3 separate regions of the Mus musculus genome follow, and regions 1 and 2 are each linked to region 3. Evidence: chromatin contacts called from public Hi-C data. All regions are on one chromosome and are shown on one strand. The core of a region is the stretch at or near the end of the contact, and the rest is flanking DNA. Distances in the headings are between cores, read along the strand shown.

Evidence for each region. A called contact is a pair of places that touch in the nucleus more often than the background predicts.
Region 1: a Hi-C map of the N1E-115 cell line shows a contact between it and region 3, with 7 times the contacts expected there. The contact joins two enhancer-like sites. A contact is called at or near these places in 8 of 484 Hi-C or Micro-C datasets (the N1E-115 cell line, cerebral cortex, cumulus cells and 4 more).
Region 2: a contact with region 3 is called in a Hi-C map of the N1E-115 cell line, with 9 times the contacts expected there. The contact joins the promoter of Marchf11 here to the enhancer-like site in region 3. A contact is called at or near these places in 2 of 39 promoter capture datasets (hippocampal neurons and liver) and 3 of 484 Hi-C or Micro-C datasets (the C2C12 cell line, the N1E-115 cell line and palatal mesenchyme).

What each region holds. Positions count from the first base shown.
Region 1 is chr15:26,637,701-26,641,909 of GRCm38.p6, forward strand. All of the region lies in intron 2 of Fbxl7 (F-box and leucine-rich repeat protein 7), which reads right to left. Among named protein-coding and RNA genes, the nearest start is that of Gm52205, 25 kb to the right of the region's middle. Within about 2 kb of position 1,276, at least 2 of the 459 cell types and tissues checked have an H3K27ac peak or open chromatin away from gene starts, as enhancers often do. A contact at or near this core is called in the N1E-115 cell line, where this site is marked.
Region 2 is chr15:26,306,578-26,310,314 of GRCm38.p6, forward strand. Marchf11 (membrane associated ring-CH-type finger 11) reads left to right here and starts at 2,471. Exons shown (of 4, transcript NM_177597.6): 1 at 2,471-3,215. The coding sequence starts at 2,685.
Region 3 is chr15:26,468,249-26,471,926 of GRCm38.p6, forward strand. No RefSeq gene overlaps it. Among named protein-coding and RNA genes, the nearest start is that of Gm36790, 24 kb to the left of the region's middle. Within about 2 kb of position 1,908, at least 7 of the 459 cell types and tissues checked have an H3K27ac peak or open chromatin away from gene starts, as enhancers often do. A contact at or near this core is called in the C2C12 cell line and the N1E-115 cell line, where this site is marked.

The DNA of each region.
Region 1 (4,209 bases), core at 26-2,525, 170 kb after region 3:
ACAATGTCATCTCTTCTGCATCCACTCAAGTCCATCATCACATGGTGAACACAGTTGTGGATGAAACATGGATGAATGAATGGGGCTCTACCTAGAGCATCAAGTTGCAAGCCAGGTTGGCTGGAGGCTACAGTTTAGCATCATCTAAAACAAAAAGCACTGACTTGCCCACTGGTCTTGCACTTATCCAAAAATATGCCCTTATTGTCATTGAGATTCATAGCTATGTCCCCAATTGATCTTTTCTTATAAGAAAGCACTCTATTTTTTTCCTCTGTCAGAAAATCACCTAGATGGGGTTGATTTTGAGAGTCCTGTCACGCTTCTAGATTTATTCATCACTGAACGAATGATTCTTTGGGCAATCAGCTCAAGCAGAGACAGTGTGGATCAATACAAAGCCTTGATTTCAAATGACATGCCACTTTAGTGAGAAAATACACACTTTAGCTTACCTAGGAGAAATGCCTGGTAGGTCGCAAACTTGGAAAATAGATGACAGATTGCCATAAAAACATTCAGCAGTAAGCAAAATGGTAGTTTTTGCTTCGGTGCTATTGTGTTTTTGAGACTTGTCTCCCATTCCTCTGGGTTCTGTACTCTTCTGTGGAGTATTCTGTGAGGATGCCTTGAAGCCAACAGAATGCTCTGTGCCCCTTCATCTCTAATTAGGCAGAATTTTTAAAGAAACATTTGAATTTCCTTGTAAGAAAATTCTCTATGTTCTATTTCGTCTTTCACCTAAAGACCACTGTTCTCTTCTATAACAAAACAAAACACTTCTCTTAAAAAATGAACACGATGTACATGTTGGGCTGATTTTAGTGACCAAACACATCAACTGTTCACAAATGATTCTGGAACTGTGTCCCTACTGTAGACTTTTAAAAGACTAAATTAATAGTGTGTTTAGGACATAAATATTTTTGGTTGACATAATACAATGGTATATTGAGGACAATTACATTATTTGTCACTTATGAGTATTGATATTAGAACTCTTTACTTTTTAAGACCTACAGACCTCTCAAACATGTTAGCTTCTAAAATTGCATTTTATAGCTCAAATGTGAAAAAGTGAATCAAGGTTAAGCTATATCCTATCTGGACAGCAATCTTACATACTTAGAACAACAAAACATCAAGGTCCCCTTAGAAGAAGGGGTTTCTAGTACTGTAGGAGCTACTCCAGTTTTATCTCACATTACCAAGGTGCCTTGGATACATTTCTGTGACAACCACAGAGTTTCTACCTTCCTCATTTGCTATGGAAGAAAACAGAGATGAATAGACAGCTCCAGAGACACTACACACACACACACACACACACACACACACACACACAGAGAGAGAGAGAGAGAGAGAGACAGAGAGAGACAGAGACAGAGACAGAGAGAGAGATAGAGACAGAGAAAAAGACAGACACTGAGAGAGAAAGAAACAGAGACAGAAAGACAGAGATGTGGGTGGGGGTGGAGGGGGGAAACCAGGCTGGATGTGAGGCAGACCATCAAGGAAGCACAGCAGAGTAGCATGCAGGGTACATCTTAGAAGTTCTAAGTCTTTAAAAGCTCCATGAGCAATTTGCATTACGACATCATGAAAAAAACATTTTCACAGGAAATGCACCCAGTTTGCTCTCCCTGGCCTGTATCAAAGCCAACTTTCTATCTGTGGAGGAAAGACCTTTTGTGTTTTTATTCCTGCCTGTCTGCAATTATATTATTATTAGGCTGTAAACAATGGCTGTTTTGTTGTAAAACGTGAATAAAGGAGCCGAAAGTCAGCACACAATTGTGTGATCACTGGTCAGCCTTGAATCCCAAAGCAAAAAAAAAAAAAAAAAAAAAAAAAAAAAAAAAAAGATAGTTTTTTTATAGCCTGTCTTCCAACTTGTATGCAAAGATAAGGAGAGGGTTGAGAGTCTCTGAGCAGAAAGCCTGACTATCTAACGTTACAAGTCCCTGCCGTCATTTCCCACGGGGTCTTCTCACTAGAACCATGTTGTGTCTTTTTCTTCGACTTCACTTTATTGATTTCTCCTTAGTAAACAGAGCTACTATTATTTTAGGTTTCTCAAACCGTCTTTGCTCTGAAGGTAGGGATAATCAGAATAGGAATCGAATATTATACAATGCTGGAGGTTGGAAAGCAGGCATCCGATAAACCAAATTTTCTCTCATTGCTTTTTGATCTCAAGAATTTCAAATCCCTCAGAGGTCTACCTGTCATCTCTCACATCGGCCAGGAGATGTCACTGTAGTGGGATTCAATGATTAACAGAGGAATCGGTTATTCTCTAAGAACATGGTGAACTTTCCATGAAACGGTTACAACTACATGGGAAAGGATTTTATACCACAAGCAAACTGGCTGCCCAATTTTGCTTTTTAGTAAATAGAGACACGATTTCTGTTACATCCTGGATGAAAAGGACACCGATGATTATCCCTCCTTCCATTGGCTCCTTAGATCAACTTCCCTTGAACGGGCAGTGTGATGGGTTTAGTGGGTGACTCAACTGCTTAAAGAAAGCCTTTGAGGGCTCTGGGCATTATAAAAATGTGTGCACATGCGTGTGGAAATGAGAGCCACAGTGAGCACAATGCAGGTGGATAAGGGAACAGACTATGCTCAACACAGCTGGTTGCTCAGTGTTCATGATGGACTCGTGTTGCTGTTGCTGGGTTTTATCTAGGACAATGCTTTAAACTCTAATTGATATCCCAAGTCAAAGATCAAGTTCATGCTAGTACCTGTCCTCCACCCAGTATGCCTTATAATCTTGCTTAAGAGAGGTACTCAAATATTTGTTGAACAAATGACCACATGTACAGAACAACATGATTGACCTGAGAACAAAACCTAGGAAGGGGATAGGGTTAGAAAAGTGGGAGGCACGAGGTCTCTTTATACCCTAGCTGGGGGCTGGCACCACATATCTCGGAACTCTGAGAGCTGCAGAGTTACAGGTTGTCTGCTGCAGCACTGAGCCCGGGGTCATGGACAGCTGCCATCTCAGTGCCCAAATTAGTTATCAGATAACTCTGTGCCTTTAACCAACAGGAAAAGAAATTTGGGAAGGGGGAGAGTCATGGCCTATGGAAAGACAGGACAGGAACTTTTCACCATCAAGGGACTTTAAAACCCACTATACTGCTCCAAAGGGAATGGCATTCATTGCTGCCTTACACTCATGTTGGGGTTCATGTTTGTAGAATTGTATATTAAAAACGATTTCATTCTCATGTGTCTCTTGAATTTGTATTATCTGTTACCAGTGTTGGTAACTGAGTTTCAGATGTCTGCCTTCCAGGACTATGACAGACTAAAGGCTCAACGTTTCAAACCACCAGATTGTTGGTAACTACCACAACAACCTTCAGGAATTGCACCATACTCAGATGGCCCTGAGCCCCATGTGGGAGAATGTGGCAGGGACTCAAAATGCCCCAGAGAAAGGATCCCGCTCTGGTTCTGCACCTAGGTGATCACTGTGAAACATAATAATAAATTGTAAGTGCCCACTTGATTTTATACATACACAGAGGAGGCACAACAGAGAAACTGGATTATAAGGCGCATGCTGACTTAACTGTCAAGTGCCATTTATAGTCATTGACTTTATGATTAAATGAAAACTGCACAGGAATTTCTCACCACAAGGGGACTTTCCTTCACACCTTCCTTTCTTGTTCTCTCTTTTAACCAAGTTGACTCTAAGGTTGTAGAAGAAGCTTCCAGACTTGAAGGTATCTCTGGTATGAACTACAGTGTAGCCCTCAATCAAGCGATTTCCCAGTTATGTGTGGTAATGACAGGAAATGCCCCTTATCCCCCTATGTCTCTTTATGCAAAAAAGGATGCAGTCCTGTGGAAGTCTGTGCTCCAGTTTCTGTAACTGTAAAGGGACTCTAAAGGAGTTACTACAGAGAAGCACAGAAGCGAAGACCTTATTCATCCCCCAGAAGTTAATGGTCTTGCGTCCAGTCATACCTGGATGCTGCCAAAGCTCCCCTTTCAGAAAGGTGAGTCCAACATCACAGTGATGGCAGATTTCTGTATTATACTTCTTTGGGTCTTGGAAGCATCATGCTTTCTCTTGATGTATCACATAAAATAAGCCAACCTATTTCTTGACCAAAACTTTTCACTTTCAACTGTTTCCTAGGATACATTATGAACACAATGGGCTACAACTATGGACTA
Region 2 (3,737 bases), core at 1,221-3,720, 160 kb before region 3:
GGCAGTGGTACAGCCTCTCAGGAGACAGCTATATCAGGCTCAAAACCTGACTTTTAAAAACTTGATGAACATCAGCTACTGGTGGCTGTTGGAAGTGAGATGTCCTTCCTTAGCCCTCCTTTCTGTCTCTTCCATTTGGTTGTTGGCAGCCTAGCTGAGACACTCCTCTTTCCATGTCTCTCATTACAGCGCACGTTTACAGGAGAGATCAAAAGTCAGTTTCTACTGGTCCATTGGCGACTCAGTAGGTAGGGTGGAGCCTTTTGTTAGTCAGGGGGAGAGATCAGCCTCCAAGTTCAATGTAGCTGAGAAAGAATGTTTCTTTCAGTTTTTTTATGAGGCTAGCCATCATAGTAAGAAATGAGCTTTTCTGTTATTGAAGTTATTTTTTCCAGAAACAAGCAACCGAAAGGACACACCTCGCTGCAGTCTACCTGCTTAGCTATGTACACTATCTATGCCTTCATTTCACCCATTAATAACATATTTTGCTGTATCTCATAGTGATTGATCAGCAACACATTGAGTTGCCTGGGATGATATATAAAGTTTTTCCCCTTTTAAGAATTTATGGCTCAGGCATTTGAGTATATGAATGCTTCGGAAAAAATATCTTATGAATGGGATAGTATACAAATGCGTATAGTGCACTTTTGAAAGGTGAAGACCCCAAACAACCCCTATCTACTGCCACATTTCTTCAGTATGGTAAACTGCCAGGGCTTGCAAGGATTATTTTAAAACTGTGTTTGCTGGCTGCCACTGTGCTGCCAAAAATAAACTGGTCTGAGGGAACTGTGTGAGAGGACATTCCTGGAAGCTGTTTCATCTGAAGCCATTTGTGATGAAGCAGTCTTCTTCTTTCTTCTTCTTCTTCTTCTTCTTCTTCTTCTTCTTCTTCTTCTCCTCCTTCTTCTTTCTTTTGCAACTCCATCCAGGCCACAGTGATATATGTCAAAAGACCCGGGTCTTTACCTTTCTTTTCTTTGTTGTTTGTTTCTTTCTCCCTCCTTTCCTCCTTCCCTTCACCCTCTCTCTTTCCTTTTTTAAAAAAGGCAAATGTATACTTGTAAATTCTACTTAAGCCTGTGCTCAAGTACTTCAATTCTGTTAACTGGAGTTAGAGACACAAAACAACCCACATGCTACAGAACTATTTTAAAGAAGATGAAGAAAGGATTGTGTGTGAATGCTGGTATATGTTCATGTGCCCATCACCCTGGCGCGCGCACGCGCACGCAAACACACACACACACACACACACACACACACACACACACACACACTGGTGTCAGATCTATGGACAGTCCTTAAATAGGCTGGTGACCTTGAACTTAGTTTGCCTATCTGGTCCTAGGTCTTCAGCTATGAAATGTGGCCAATAAGGAATGTTTTAGGGCCAGTCACTTCTGTCAAAGTCATTAAGACTCCACTTCAGTGATAAGTCACAATTGATTTGCATGGACACCTTGCAGGGTAAAACCCCAATAACCTAAGAGTTCAGACTGCTGGGTTTGGAACAGAAGGCCAGAGCACAGGAGCACAGTACCCTACTGGAAAGGGGTGGGGAGAGAGAGGAAGAGGGAGAGAAAAGGTAGGGAGGGGTAGGGAGGGAGGAGAGAGGAGGCCGGGGAGAGGGAGAGAGAGGGAGAGAGGGAGGAGAGACTGGGGGTGGGGGGTGGATGAGGGTGGAGGCAGGCTGAGTCAAGGTTGTAACCACTTTTCCTGGGAAGGACGCAGCAATATTTGTGCAAGCATGAAGGAGACCCACAAGCCACAGAATGGAGCATTGCAACCCTCCAACCTCGGACGCATCGAAAATTTTTACAAATCCAGGATGTATATATTCAGGAGAGGGAGACAGGGGGATTGGGCATTCCCAGGATGACAAAGGTTTCAGAGGCTTCTGCTTGAAGACTTTTGAGATGCAGAGTCCTCTGAAGAAGAGAGGACTGGGATCCCCAAAACAACAGTGGAGCAAAGAGCAGCTACAGCATCTGTCCTCAAGAGTCCTTTCCTGCGTGCCTCTGTTCACAGGGATGCCTACCTCGCCCTCATCCTTACTCCCACGCGGGTCTCTGCTTGGCCCACCGCGCCCCCACCCGGCGGGTTTCTCGGAATTCCCCCAGATCCACCCAGTAACGGTTTTTGGATCGGCAGCTTCCGACCCCTCCCCCTTTTCCTTTCTCACTGGAGCCGCAGTACCGCGCGCTTCTGCGAGGGGCAATCCGCCCCGGAACCGACGTGAGCGGCCCGGGGCGGGGTTAGTGGAAGCGGCCCAGGAATCCCCCAGTTCCAGCAGGGTCCTCTCGGCACCCCACACCTCTCTCTCACGCACGACTTGCCTACCCCCATCCCCCAGTCCAGTGCTTGTTCCCAGCCTCCTTGCCCAGCTCTGCGCTCCTCCCCGCCTCCCATCCCCACCCCCGCGCGCCTGGCACGGGCAGCCGAACTCGGCGCCGCCTCCATCAGAGCCGAGCCGGCGGCTCCGCTGAACAGCCGCCTCTGCGGCCGCCGCGCCGGTCCTCCGCGTCCTCTCCTGGTCCCGCCTTCCTAGTCCCTTCGCCCCGGTTCCCCTTCCCACCCTCTTCCCTCCTCCCTCTCCAGCCTTCCTCTGCGCTCTCTGGCTGCAGTCCGCGCCCGGCCCGCCACCGGGCGGGCAGGAGGACGGCGGCGACTCCACCATGAGCGACGAGGGCAAAAAACGGTCTAGCCGGGCGGACAGCCTCGAAGCTGAGCCACCTCTGCCCCCGCCGCCCCCACCCCCGCCTCCGGGAGAGTCGGTCCTGGTCCCCACCTCCCCACGCTACCGGCCGCCGCTGCCCGCGCCTCTGGAGCGCATCGTAGGGTCGGGCGAGCCGCCGGTAGAACTGGCCCCTCGGCGCAAGGGCGCAGGAGAGCCTCTACCGCCGCTGCCGCCGTCTCTGTTGCCCGGCGACCAGGAGGTGACAGCGGCGGGCGACTCCTGCGAAGGTCCTAGGCGCCTTCCAGAGGTGAAGCTCCCCGAGGCTGCGACGGGGAAAGGCAGCCCGGGGGAGCCCGAGGCCGGCGCGTGCCGGGAGGGCGAGCGGCGAGGCACCGGAGACCAGCCCGAAACACGCTCCGTATGTAGCAGCCGCAGCAGCAGTAGTGGCGGCGGTAGCGACCAGCGCTCGGGGCACCAGCACCAGCACCATCAGCCCATTTGCAAGATCTGCTTCCAGGGCGCAGAGCAGGTAAGGCCAGAGGGACCCCAGGTCTGCAGGCGGTGAGTCCTGGACCTGGACCGCAAGGGTAGAGCTTTCAGCACCACGGACAGCGCACGCCCCACAACTGAGCTTCCCTCTCCAGTTCTCTTTCTGAGAAGGCTGATAAAGTGTTCTGGTGGCCAATACAGAAGTAAATTAACCTACACCTTTTCTCTCTACCTTATTTTGAAGTCAGGTACTCCTAGGTACTATAATGGTAACATCATCAAGCGTTTCTTGTGAATTACTCAAAGGATTTTAGTTTATAAGTAGATTCAAGCCAGGTCTCTTTTCTGTTAATGTATCCAGAGAACTTAGTTTCAGAATACAAATGAGGCTGGGGATAAGTCATGCTACATCAATACCAATATGAGGTATGCAATACCAATATGCAATACCAAAAAAGGGTGGGTTTTTTATTACAAATTTTTAATGAGAAAGGTGCTACAGTTCTTGCAAAAGGAAGTACTTGAACAGAAAGGGTATCTTAGCCAATTGATGTCCTTGATG
Region 3 (3,678 bases), core at 658-3,157:
GGTTGCCAGTTTTTCCTCAGCTCATTTTTTTCCTTTCTAATTTATTTTAAATCTTATTTCTTTCCCACAAATTATGAGGCAAACTGGCTGCACTGAGGCAATCTTCAGTACCAATAAATCAAGTGTTCCATAAAACCGTATGGTTTCTTGCTGATGGCACTTCAAGAAGAAAGTTATTAAATCATCACTCATTTAATATGAACGTTAGGATGCTCAATTACATCTTTCTACATACTTGTCTACTCTGGTCATAGTATAGAAATTTAGATATTGTACGGAAGAGCTAGGTTGGATGTCATTGACTTTCAAGGTGTAATTGCTATTGTTCATTAACAAAATTGCTATATTAAAATATTAAAATAGATGGGTAGATAGCTTTCAGGAATTCCTATTTCCCTTAACTGCACACTCGTGGGGTTTGATGTCATGACATGAAGGAAAAAAATTCTCTGCACTTAGAGAAGACAGCTAAGAAAGCCTCATTGGAAATCTCATTGAGTAGAACTCCTTGATTCATCTCTGCACTCCCATAGCTCACATTACAGAAACGTGAGCCTGCAACAAGCTATAGTTTGATGAGAAAGATCAATGCTTACTTATTTATTAGAGGAGAGGTGCACTATGTAACTGTAAAGAGATAGATATTCTGACAGGCCAATGGGCAGATCCTTTGCTTTCTTGTAGGTGACATCTTTGGAGTGGAGTTCCCTGTAGTGGGGTCTAACAGGCTCTGTGACTAGAACACTGATTCTTTTTCCAAAGAGCACAATTTGGTCAACAGAAGTTGACTATCTTAGACTTCAAAGTTTTGCCATGTATGGTGATGCACATCTTTAAGCCAAGTATTCAGGAGGATTTCTGTGAGTTTGAGGCCATGCTGATCTACATAGCAAGTTCCAGGACAGTCAGAACTGCACAGAGAGGCCTAGTCTAAAAGCAAACAAACAAATAAACAACAAAATTTAAAGGCCAGCTGTGAGCATGCATTTCTCTTTGGATAGAAATTGGACCTGCTTTGGAACAAAACTTTGGCCTATCTTCTTGCAGAATCCTATTCAGTGAACCACTGTTTGCACTGAGTGATGGCTTGCTAAATGTGTGTGCTGTGTGAGAAGTCTAAGACAGATAAAAATGTTCTCAGGGTCGAGTCATGTGTTTATCATAAATATCTCCATGATTATGATGCCAATCACAATGGCTTAAACACTGCATCTTAAAATCTACATAAACATCCATGAGAGTGGGTCCAGCTTATTGAAAAATGACAAGCAAATCATATGGACCCTAAGTAGTTCTCTAGCTCAGGGTCCAGTAACTAAAATTCTCCCATTAAAATTTATTTTGCTGTAATAATTTCCTCCGTCTCTGTTAATTTTAATTTCTACAATACAAAAATATTGTCTATACTCATAATGCATATCTATAATCATTAGCAAATGAAGGTGAAATTTTTCAAATATCAAAATATTAAAGGATGAGATGAAATTGAATGACGTGGTGGGTAAGGATGAGAAGCTTTAAATAAATCTTTTCTCATCACAGCCTGTCATTAAGCATACATTTTACCACTTTTTGTTTCCAAGCAGTTATCATCTGCATGGAGAACTGTTGGAGGCACTGTCGTGTGTGATGTAGGTGTTAGGCTGCATCAGTACCCTGTACCAATGGAAACCAGCACACTTCAGCTCTAGTTACGGTTTCTCCAGACGTTGCCAACAATTCCCTGGTGGATTGAGTCTTCCCTTCATTGAGAACTCAAGGTGTAGTGTTCATTACAGACACGAGGGTAGAAAACTATATAATCGATTTATCCCATAGATGGCGCTCTTGTTCAGGAACAGGCTTCTCTGACAGGCGAAAGGTGCACACATCTAAGTGGAAGGAATTACAGTGCTAGCTCAGCGGTCCTTAAATCAACTGCAAATCAGCCCTTGGTTCTGTTTCCTTCCAAATCACTGGGAGTTGAACAGCACTGGGCTTGGCGATGCTGCCTTGATCTTCTCTGGGCTGGCTAGAAAGGCTAGTTTCAAGTGTGGAAGGTTCTGGCTTTGACAAGAGCTCTCATCCTGAGGGGCTACCAGGAGACCCTGGTGAATGCCAAAGTCTGCAGAGCATTGTCCACTCAGCAGACCACTCACATGCATGCAGTGCTGCAACAGGGATTCTTGCTGCCCTCCACATTTTGTTTTAAATTTGCTTCCATTGTTTGATGTGGTCTGTGGTACTCACCTCATTTCTTCATGCCTGTAGCCTTAATGTTGCCAGTAGCTAGCTCATTTACCAGAAGTTCCTAGTATTATTTTGGCCAATGAGTCAACTTAGGAAGCAGAGTTGTGGGGCTTCAAACACATAGGCCTTGATTAAGAAGTATATAACTTCTTCCAATAGGATGCCTTATTATCCAGAAGAAGGTGTGTACCCTGAACACCTAAAAATGTGGCTCAGAAACCCCTATGGCAAGTTCTGGTTCTCATTTTTCAACTTGGGGTCAGGTTTTGGTATTTCAAATCAAAAACGTACTCCCGTCGTAGACTACACTGCAGGCCTCATGTTTTATCTCTTCCACGTGTAAAATGAGCGACTGATATTTACTGGAGAGAGTGGGGCAGGCAACATTCTCTCCTGTTGCCATTAGCAGCAGGAGTGGGATGAGATAGATGCCTCAGCCCTGGGAATTGTCAGCCTAGCCTGGTTATTATCCATAAACTTTCTCACAACTTCTAAAAAGACTTGTGTTGTTCAAATAAACACCCCTGAGGCCAGAGGTTCACATCACCAGGGAATTCATTAGTTCAGAACATACTCTTAAAGATCTACCATGTAAATGTTGCTCCATTTTAGGCAAGGCGGTTATTCCCAGGCAGGGGCACAAGGCACCCCCTAAAAGCACATGAACCTATTTGCAGGAAACCATCTGTGGAAGGCTGTTTCTCAATGTTCATACTTTCTAGACCTAATATTTTATGCCGTTACGTGGAATAACGTGTGTATACATTGCATGAAACTGCAGGCAAAACGTCTAGGGAAGAGCAGGGAACTAACTGGGATGCTGAGAGGTGAGAAGGATATAAATTAAGATTTCTGAGTATATTCATACTCAAAGTACTTTATGTATTTATATAAAAATGTCCTTACCAACCCCAGTGCTTTGCACAATGAATAGAGACCAGATACAATCTAAAAACAAACATGAAGGAAAGTCTACTGACGATCCCTGCCCAAGAGATTCTGATTTTATTACTTTGACGTAGAATCTTCTCTGTGGACGTATATTCAGTTCTTTACCTGTATTTCTCAATTCTTGCTATATGTTGAAATAAACTGGGGACTCGGTATCTTAATTTCTGAAACCCATCTCAGTCCTTGAATCTCTGCAGAAGTACCCAGCAGCCACCCCATTTGAACATTTCTCAGTGTCTGAGCATAAGTATGTGGGGCCCACTAGTGGAATTTCTGCTCTTTTAATGTGGTAGCAACCACACTGGCAATCACGAAGACAAACCAATGTAACAAACACTGGCTTGGGCCTTTCTGTAATAAGAATCAAGGCCTAGACCTTTCTTCCAGAACCCATGAGAAGGAACGTGTGTGTGTGTGTGTGTGTGTGTGTGTGTGTTCTATACATGTATCTACCTATCCATTTAAATATGCATTATGCAATCGTTGGCAAGGCAGGCT